2 separate regions of the Mus musculus genome follow, and region 1 is linked to region 2. The links are chromatin contacts, called in public HiChIP or PLAC-seq maps. All regions are on one chromosome and are shown on one strand. The core of a region is the stretch at or near the end of the contact, and the rest is flanking DNA. Distances in the headings are between cores, read along the strand shown. Region 1 overlaps Src (Rous sarcoma oncogene). Region 2 overlaps Rbl1 (RB transcriptional corepressor like 1).

Region 1 (3,623 bases), core at 917-3,416, 310 kb after region 2:
TTGGGCTCCAGAGCCTTCCAAACTGCCGTCCATCTGACTTCCTCTCACTCACAGGATCTTTGGGAAGGTCAAAGGGCATTTTGGCGGGATCCTGATCCTCTGTGTGAGAGTGTGTGAGAGCTCTAATGGTTTTCATGTCCACACCCCACAGCATCTCTGCAGGTGCGGATGTTGCGACCCAGGGAGAGGGAGCAGCTTGCCTAGGGACACGGAGCAGGAGAGGTGCAACAGGGTCTTTAGGCCAAGACCCCGGATACTACAGCTGGTGTCTGCACCAAGGCCCCAGTCTGCTCCCCAGATCCACTGGGGTAGCTCTGCTACCTATCAGGTGAGCAGAGATGGGAGAGGGGAGCCCCAGCCCAGCTTCCTGGGTTGGGCACGGATGTGGAAGGTAGCAGGCATCGGGTGGCATGGGGCCTTTCACTTGGTCCCTCTGTGTATCCAGGTCCCTGGACCTCTCAGACTTGCTCCCCCTGCTCATCATTTGGTTGTTTGTTAAGCACCTGCTGTATACCTCACTCCGTGCATACCAGGAGCAATTCATGAATTAAAAGAAGAGGGGGCTACATATAACCAAGGGGGTACAGTAGTTTGGGGGCTCATGAAAGAATTTGAGGACCCCTTCCTAAAGGATGTGACTTGAAGTTTCTCTTCCTTCCTTCCTTCCTTCCTTCCTTCCTTCCTTCCTTCCTTCCTTCCTTCCTTTCTTTCTTTTTCTTTCTTTCTTTCTTTCTTTCTTTCTTTCTTTCTTTCTTCCTTCCTTCCTTCCTCTCTTCCTCTCTTCCTCCCTTCCTCCCTTCCTCCCTTCCTCCCTTCCTCCCTTCCTCCCTCCCTCCCTCCCTCTTTCTTTCTTTCTTTCTTTCTTTCTTTCTTTCTTTCTTTCTTTCTTTCTTTCTTGATTTATATGTAAGTAAGTACACTGTAGCTGTCCTCAGACATCAGGAAAAGGAATCAGGTCTCGTTACAGATGGTTGTGAGCCACCATGTGATTGCTGGAATTTGAACTCAGGACCTCTGGAAAGGCAGTCAGTGCTCTTAACTGCTGAGCCACCTCTCCAGCCCCAGTCCACCTCTTTTCACCATGTGGGTCCTGGGGATTGAACTGAGGTCAGCAGTGTCTGTGACAGGTGCCTTTACCTGTGTAGCCATCTGCCTGACCCAGGAAGTAACTTTGAGCTGACAGCTGAAGGAAACTGAGTTGGGAGGTGAAGCTGTCAGGGAATAGTGTTTGCAAAGGTCCTGTGACCAGGAGGCCTGGCCATCCCTTCTTCAAGCCACCGTACTGTACTGCACCTTCCCCCAGTGTTAGACGACTTGTCAGGCATGGATTCATTCAGCAATCCTTAAATGAGCCCCTCCTATGTGCTGGGGACATAGATATGACTCAAGTGTCCCTGCCTAAGAAAGACTGAAACTGACTTTGGGTCCAGCAGTCAGGACTTTGGACTGGTATGTCTTCTCTCCATAGCTGTGTCCTAAGGTGCCAGCAATTCATTTGACAGGTGTAATGAGACGAGTCCTCCCAGGGTGGCTAGTCCCCTTCTTAGGACCTCAGTTTCCCTATCCGATAAGTGGGTGGGGTGGCTTGTCTCCTCCCAGAGGCTCTCCTCTACCTCGGGGATTTCTGTCGCCCCTAGCCAGGACCATGGGCAGCAACAAGAGCAAGCCCAAGGACGCCAGCCAGCGGCGCCGCAGCCTGGAGCCCTCGGAAAACGTGCACGGGGCAGGGGGCGCCTTCCCGGCCTCACAGACACCGAGCAAGCCCGCCTCCGCCGACGGCCACCGCGGGCCCAGCGCCGCCTTCGTGCCGCCCGCGGCCGAGCCCAAGCTCTTCGGAGGCTTCAACTCCTCGGACACCGTCACCTCCCCGCAGAGGGCGGGGCCTCTGGCAGGTCAGCCCTCCCCCTTGCTGTGTGTCCCTGAGCTGTGGTGCACCCTCTCTGGGTTCTGGGGACTCGGTTTTCCCGAGGCTGCGAATGGGGAAGGATTCGTAAACTGGAAAGCGGGGCTCCTGGCGCTTTCGGGCTCCCAGGTTCAGAGTATATAACGGGTTCTGAAGGAGAGGGTTGTAGGGGAGGGGACCCTGAGGCCCTCAGGGGATGGACCGCCACGGACTAGCTGCCGCCTCCGCCCAGCCTTTGTTCCTGGCTCTGCTGTGCGATGGCCCGAGTGCGCCCCTGCGCCCTCTGCTGGCGCTGTGTGGTGCGGCAGCCCTGCCGCCCAGGAGCTGAGCGGGGTGACTCACGCTCCTGCATGCATGGCTACACACCCACACGTGCAAATCCCACACTCTGACGGAGCCATACTCACGGCTGCACGCCCATGCGTGCAAATCCCACGCTCAGACAGAGCCACACGCATGGCTGCACACCTACACGTACAAATCCCACCCAGACTCAACCATGTTATATGCCCACATTGGGCATGAACCCACACTGAGTGGAGACACCAACAATTCCTAGAGACACCTGGGCCAGAGCACACACAGATACAGGTGTGCATACAACCTCGCCCCCTCAGATGGGCCTGTCTACCATCTTGCATGCAGAATGCAGACACGGGATGTAGGGGTTCCCAGCTCCACATCCCACCACAGGAACTTGGTTGTGGTGAGACCTTTGGACGGGCAGCCCACTTCCCGCCATGCAGCCACACACCCATTCGATCATTTGAGAAGCATTTGTGGAGCCTCGGGCAACCGAGGGTGGGATGCAGGATTCCACGGAGCAGCTGTGGGTGAGGGGAGAATCAGGGGAAGGGTCCTGAAACTTGGACCAGAAACCTCGAGCTGCCAGGCACACACACAGGCAGAGTCCCTTAAGTGTGGGGCTTGGGGCATCTTCTGTGTGCTGCCCCTGAGTGCAGAGCAAGGGAGCCTGATCTCGGGGGGGGGGGGGGACAGGGACGGGGGGGACGGGGACGGGGACGGGACTTCTGCTTGTGTCAATAGACTCATTAGATAAGGAACACCTAGTCTGCAGCCCAGCAGGAAGGCACAGCGTACTTAGCTTCCTCCCAGGGACAGGCTGGTGAGTGAGAACGGCGCCTGACCCAGCCCCTGCAGGGTTCTGACACCTCTCATCCTTCTCTGCAGGTGGGGTGACCACCTTTGTGGCCCTCTATGACTATGAGTCACGGACAGAGACTGACCTGTCCTTCAAGAAAGGGGAGCGGCTGCAGATTGTCAATAACACGTGAGTGGCCTGGCGGGGACTGCACTGGGAGCGTGGGTCTGTCTTACCGAGAGCTGCCGGCAGAGGGCGGTGCAGAGCCTACAGGGCTGCTTCTGCTCTTGGTGGGTGGCGGCCCTCCCTAGACCCCAACCAGTATCCTCCCTTGTCCTGGGCCCTGTCTTCGCACCTCAGCCTCTCCTTCTCTCTGCTTCTCTCTCGCTGGCCCTTAGGAGGAAGGTGGATGTCAGGTGTGTACCGAGGCCAGGTAGAGGGGGATGCTTCGCTGAGGCTGGGGGCTGCTCTCTGCATGTGCTTCCTCCACCGCCCCTGTGTGTTTCCAGCTCTCTCCCCGTCCCTTTAGCTTACCCTGCATCCCACCTGTATGAGCCGACCCTCCATCTTCTCCCCACACCTTCCTGTTAGCTCTCTTCCTCCCTGTTCTGATTTGTG
Region 2 (3,632 bases), core at 96-2,595:
AACAAACACTAAAAAAAGAAAATCTTATTACTGTTTATGAAGGCACTTAAAACATTCTTTTCTAATCTACCTTAAAATATATGTCTGTTAGCTATAAAGGGTGAATAAATGCTTTTAAAAAGGAGCGTACTTGTGGTGCAAGGTTTTGTATAACCCAGTGATAAAAATGTGAAGGATGGAGCCCCAGCTTTCTCCAGAACAATCCAAAAGTGCTTTGATCAGGCAAAGGGTGACGTTAATGATTTGCTCTCTCACTGACAACATCTTGTAGTCGCTTAAGTAAAACATCATCGTTCTCTTGGCAGAGACGTTTGGCAGGTGAGTCTGCATCTCCACTGATGGCTATCACGCGCTTCTTGGTTTTCTGCTCGCCTTGCCTTATCATGTTGTTGATATCTTTCAAACTCTACAAAAACAAGAGGGCATGTGTAAAAGGCAGGAAAAAGAAACTTTATGTAAAAAACTAAGCTAACTCTCTTTTCTTCCTCCCATCTTCTACCCCAATCTAAGCACTGGTATAGAGATTATCTTTTGAATCTAAACCAACTTACAGCGGTGGCTTTTTGAGTGGTTTTAATCAGACCAGAAGGAGCAGAGGCACCGAGGAACCAATGTTACAAATGTGAAATTCACAAGTTTTACCACCCACTCTCTGAGTCAGACATTTTGTGGTAAGGCCTACCAATCCATGTTGTGTTTATTTAGTGTGTGTGTGTGTGTGTATGTGTGTGTGTGTGTGTGTGTGTGTGTAGGGTGCATTACAGCTGTGGCATGTGTACAGAGGTCAGGGAACAACTAACAACTTTTGGGAGTTGGTTTCTCCCTTTTGCAGTGTGGGTTCCTGAGACAGAATTCAGGTCACCAGGACAGTGCAGTGTCTTAGGTCTTCTCTTTTCTTTTCTTTTCTTTTCTTTTCTTTTCTTTCCTTTCCTTTTCTTTTCTTTCCTTTTCTTACTTTCTTTTCTTTTTTCTTTTTTTTTTTTCCGAGACGGGGTTTCTCTGTGTAGCCCTGGCTGTCCTGGAACTCACTCTGTAGACCAGGCTGGCCTCGAACTTAGAAATTCGCCTGCCTCTGCCTCCCAAGTGCTGGGATTAAAGGCGTGGGCCACCATGCCCGGCTGTCTTAGGATTTCTTGCCTAAACAAAACACCATGACCAAAAAGCAAGTTAGGGAGGAGAGGATTTATTCAGCTTACACTTCCAGATCACTGTCCATCATTGAAGTCAAGACAGGATTACAAACAGGGCGGAATCCTGGAGGCAGCAGCTGATGCATAGGTCATAGACTGGTACTGCTTAGTGGCCTGCTCAGCCTGTTTCCTTATAGAAAAGGATTACACAGAACCAGGGATGGTGGCACCACACCCACAATGGGCGGGGCTCTCCACAACTGATCACTAGTTGAGAAAATGCCTTACAGCTGGTTTTCCGGGAGGCATTTCCTCACCTGAGGCTCCTTTCTCTCTGATGACTCTAGCTTGGGTCAAGTTGACACATAAAGCATCAGGACAGCCAGCCAGTGCTTTCACTCACGGCCAGCTGCGTGCGACCCAAGTTTGTCTGTCTGTTGAATCTCTTCATTTACTCCTTACTTAATATGTATGAATGTCTTGTTTGCATATTTGTGTGTATGCTGTGTGCATGCCTGATACCCACAAAGGCCATAAGAGAGTATCAATCCTCTGAGACTGGCAGTAGAGATGGTTATGAGCCACTGACTGGCTGCTGGGAATTGAATGTATGTCCTCGGAAACAGCAGAGTAGTGTGTGTGTGCGTAACCAAAAATGTAAGCCGGGCGTGGTGGCTCACACCTTTAATCCCAGCACTTGGGAGGCAGAGGCAGGTGGATCTCTTGAGTTTGAGGCCAGCCTGGTCTACAAAGTGAGTTCCAGGACAGCCAGGGCTATACAGAGAAACCCTGTCTCGAAAAAACAACAACAACAAAAAAATGTAAATAAACACACACACATGTACACATTTTTCTTTTTACTTTTTCTGTGTTTGTTTCTGCTGTGCGAGCATAGCACACATGTCGACATGTAGACATCTCAAAGGCTCAGGGAGGTTAAGTCAGGTCATCAGGCTTGGTGGGAGGGGCATTACCCTGATTGATAAGCCAACTTACTGGTCCCTTTCTTTTCTCGCAGACAGGGTCAGGCTGGTCTTGAACTACTGGAAGTCTGTCTGCCTCAGACTGACACATTCCTATCCTGGTTTAACACAGTGATGCTGTTACACATCTGATGTGCTCACTGACTGCCTGGAAATGACTCCGATTTAGCTGCTGTGGGGTCTGTGAGTCACCGCAGGTAATGCTGACATTTATAGGCTCAGGAGAGGTGGTTCCTGAAACTCCCAGTTGTCTAGAGTGAACGCTCTACCTGGCCCTGCCTGCTAGCTCTCTGTGATTCCACAGGTCTGCAGAACAGGGCTAGTGTTCAGCAAGCTCCCTTGGTGATTCTAACGCTGATTCAGGGATCAGTGCCCTGGATCTCGATGGTCTAATATCTTCTAAACACCTTTATGGGACAAGTCTCATCTTGGTCAGTTTTCCTGGGTAAGTAGAGTGAGACCTCTGTAAGCATGGGACCAAACAGGAACCTGAGGCATTAAGGAGCTGTTATTGCACTGACACTCACATATTTGTCTAAATAATACTTGTGGCTTTCAGAAACTTAAGACACTGCTGTGCAGTCCTAGCAATACTGAAAAAGCCCATCTCTGACACATCTCCAACAGTATACTAGGTAATGCTGAAGCCAGTCTCTTCATAAACACAGACAGAAGAGTAGGCCCTGCTTTCTAACTTTTCACTAGCTGGAGGGTAGCTCGGACATCTGTTGAGACACTTCTCAAAATAAGCAAAAAACAAAACAAAACACCAAACAAACAGGGGCCAGAGAAATGGTTTAGTGGTACCCCCTCCTGCCTGAAGGGCCTGAGTCCACTTCAGAGCTTCCACACCCCTGCCATGGGGGCCTGGGGGTCTGCACTCTCTGCAGAGCTCCTACACTTTGTTGAATGTTGCTAACCATGTTTCTAAAATACTTCCTACCCCAACAATAGGGCTTAGCATCCTCCATTAGCCCCACTTCTGTGACTGTTCAAACAACTCAACAGCTCAGCGCTGGCATTACAGGTTATGTACCACCATGTATGGTAACAGCAGTGTTTCTGAACACACAAGCATGGTGCAGTTAGTAGTTTCTATTTTCTTAGTGGTGACTTTATAAGAAGAAGATGAACAGCTACTGGCTGACAAACTGACTCGAGGTTTAAGAGGTAAAGCTACTTGAAATCCAACTTTTTCATAGTTACTTGAAAATTCTAACCGGAACCCCAGCCCTGACCAAGTATGTATGGGAGCTGCTCTTCAGGCCATCTGTATGCACTGTACCTTAGAAGGGCTGCCGTTGAACTTGTACAGCAGTGCGCTCCTGGGGGTGAGGCCCGCTCCGTTCTTGTGTGGAGACACATAGAGGGAATGCTGCTGGGAGATGCGGCGTGGGGAACCCGGCTGCTGCTTAATGTGTGGGAAAGGAGAGAGCGGGGGAGCATCCATCTAGAGTGACCCAGAAATCATATTTGTAAGACAAAAGAATAAAAAACCATATTGCTCTTTGTAGCAAAT

What was found. HiChIP or PLAC-seq counts read pairs in DNA pulled down with a chosen protein or histone mark.
Region 1: an HNF4G HiChIP or PLAC-seq map of pancreatic cancer cells shows a contact between it and region 2. The contact joins two enhancer-like sites. A contact is called at or near these places in 2 of 39 promoter capture datasets (embryonic stem cells and hippocampal neurons), 2 of 484 Hi-C or Micro-C datasets (the G1E-ER4 cell line and regulatory T cells), 2 of 115 datasets of contacts at active chromatin or transcription factors (embryonic stem cells and pancreatic cancer cells) and 1 of 9 other capture datasets (adipose tissue).

What each region holds. Positions count from the first base shown.
Region 1 is chr2:157,455,440-157,459,062 of GRCm38.p6, forward strand. It overlaps Src (Rous sarcoma oncogene), which reads left to right. Exons shown (of 15, transcript NM_009271.3): 3 at 152-328; 4 at 1,638-1,892; 5 at 3,095-3,194; 6 at 3,404-3,421. The coding sequence starts at 1,646. Among named protein-coding and RNA genes, the nearest start is that of Src, 33 kb to the left of the region's middle. Within about 2 kb of position 2,167, at least 170 of the 459 cell types and tissues checked have an H3K27ac peak or open chromatin away from gene starts, as enhancers often do. A contact at or near this core is called in the G1E-ER4 cell line, pancreatic cancer cells and regulatory T cells, where this site is marked.
Region 2 is chr2:157,147,271-157,150,902 of GRCm38.p6, forward strand. It overlaps Rbl1 (RB transcriptional corepressor like 1), which reads right to left. Exons shown (of 22, transcript NM_011249.2): 21 at 3,399-3,563; 22 at 1-406. The coding sequence ends at 236. Among named protein-coding and RNA genes, the nearest start is that of Samhd1, 14 kb to the left of the region's middle. Within about 2 kb of position 1,346, at least 54 of the 459 cell types and tissues checked have an H3K27ac peak or open chromatin away from gene starts, as enhancers often do. A contact at or near this core is called in the G1E-ER4 cell line, pancreatic cancer cells and regulatory T cells, where this site is marked.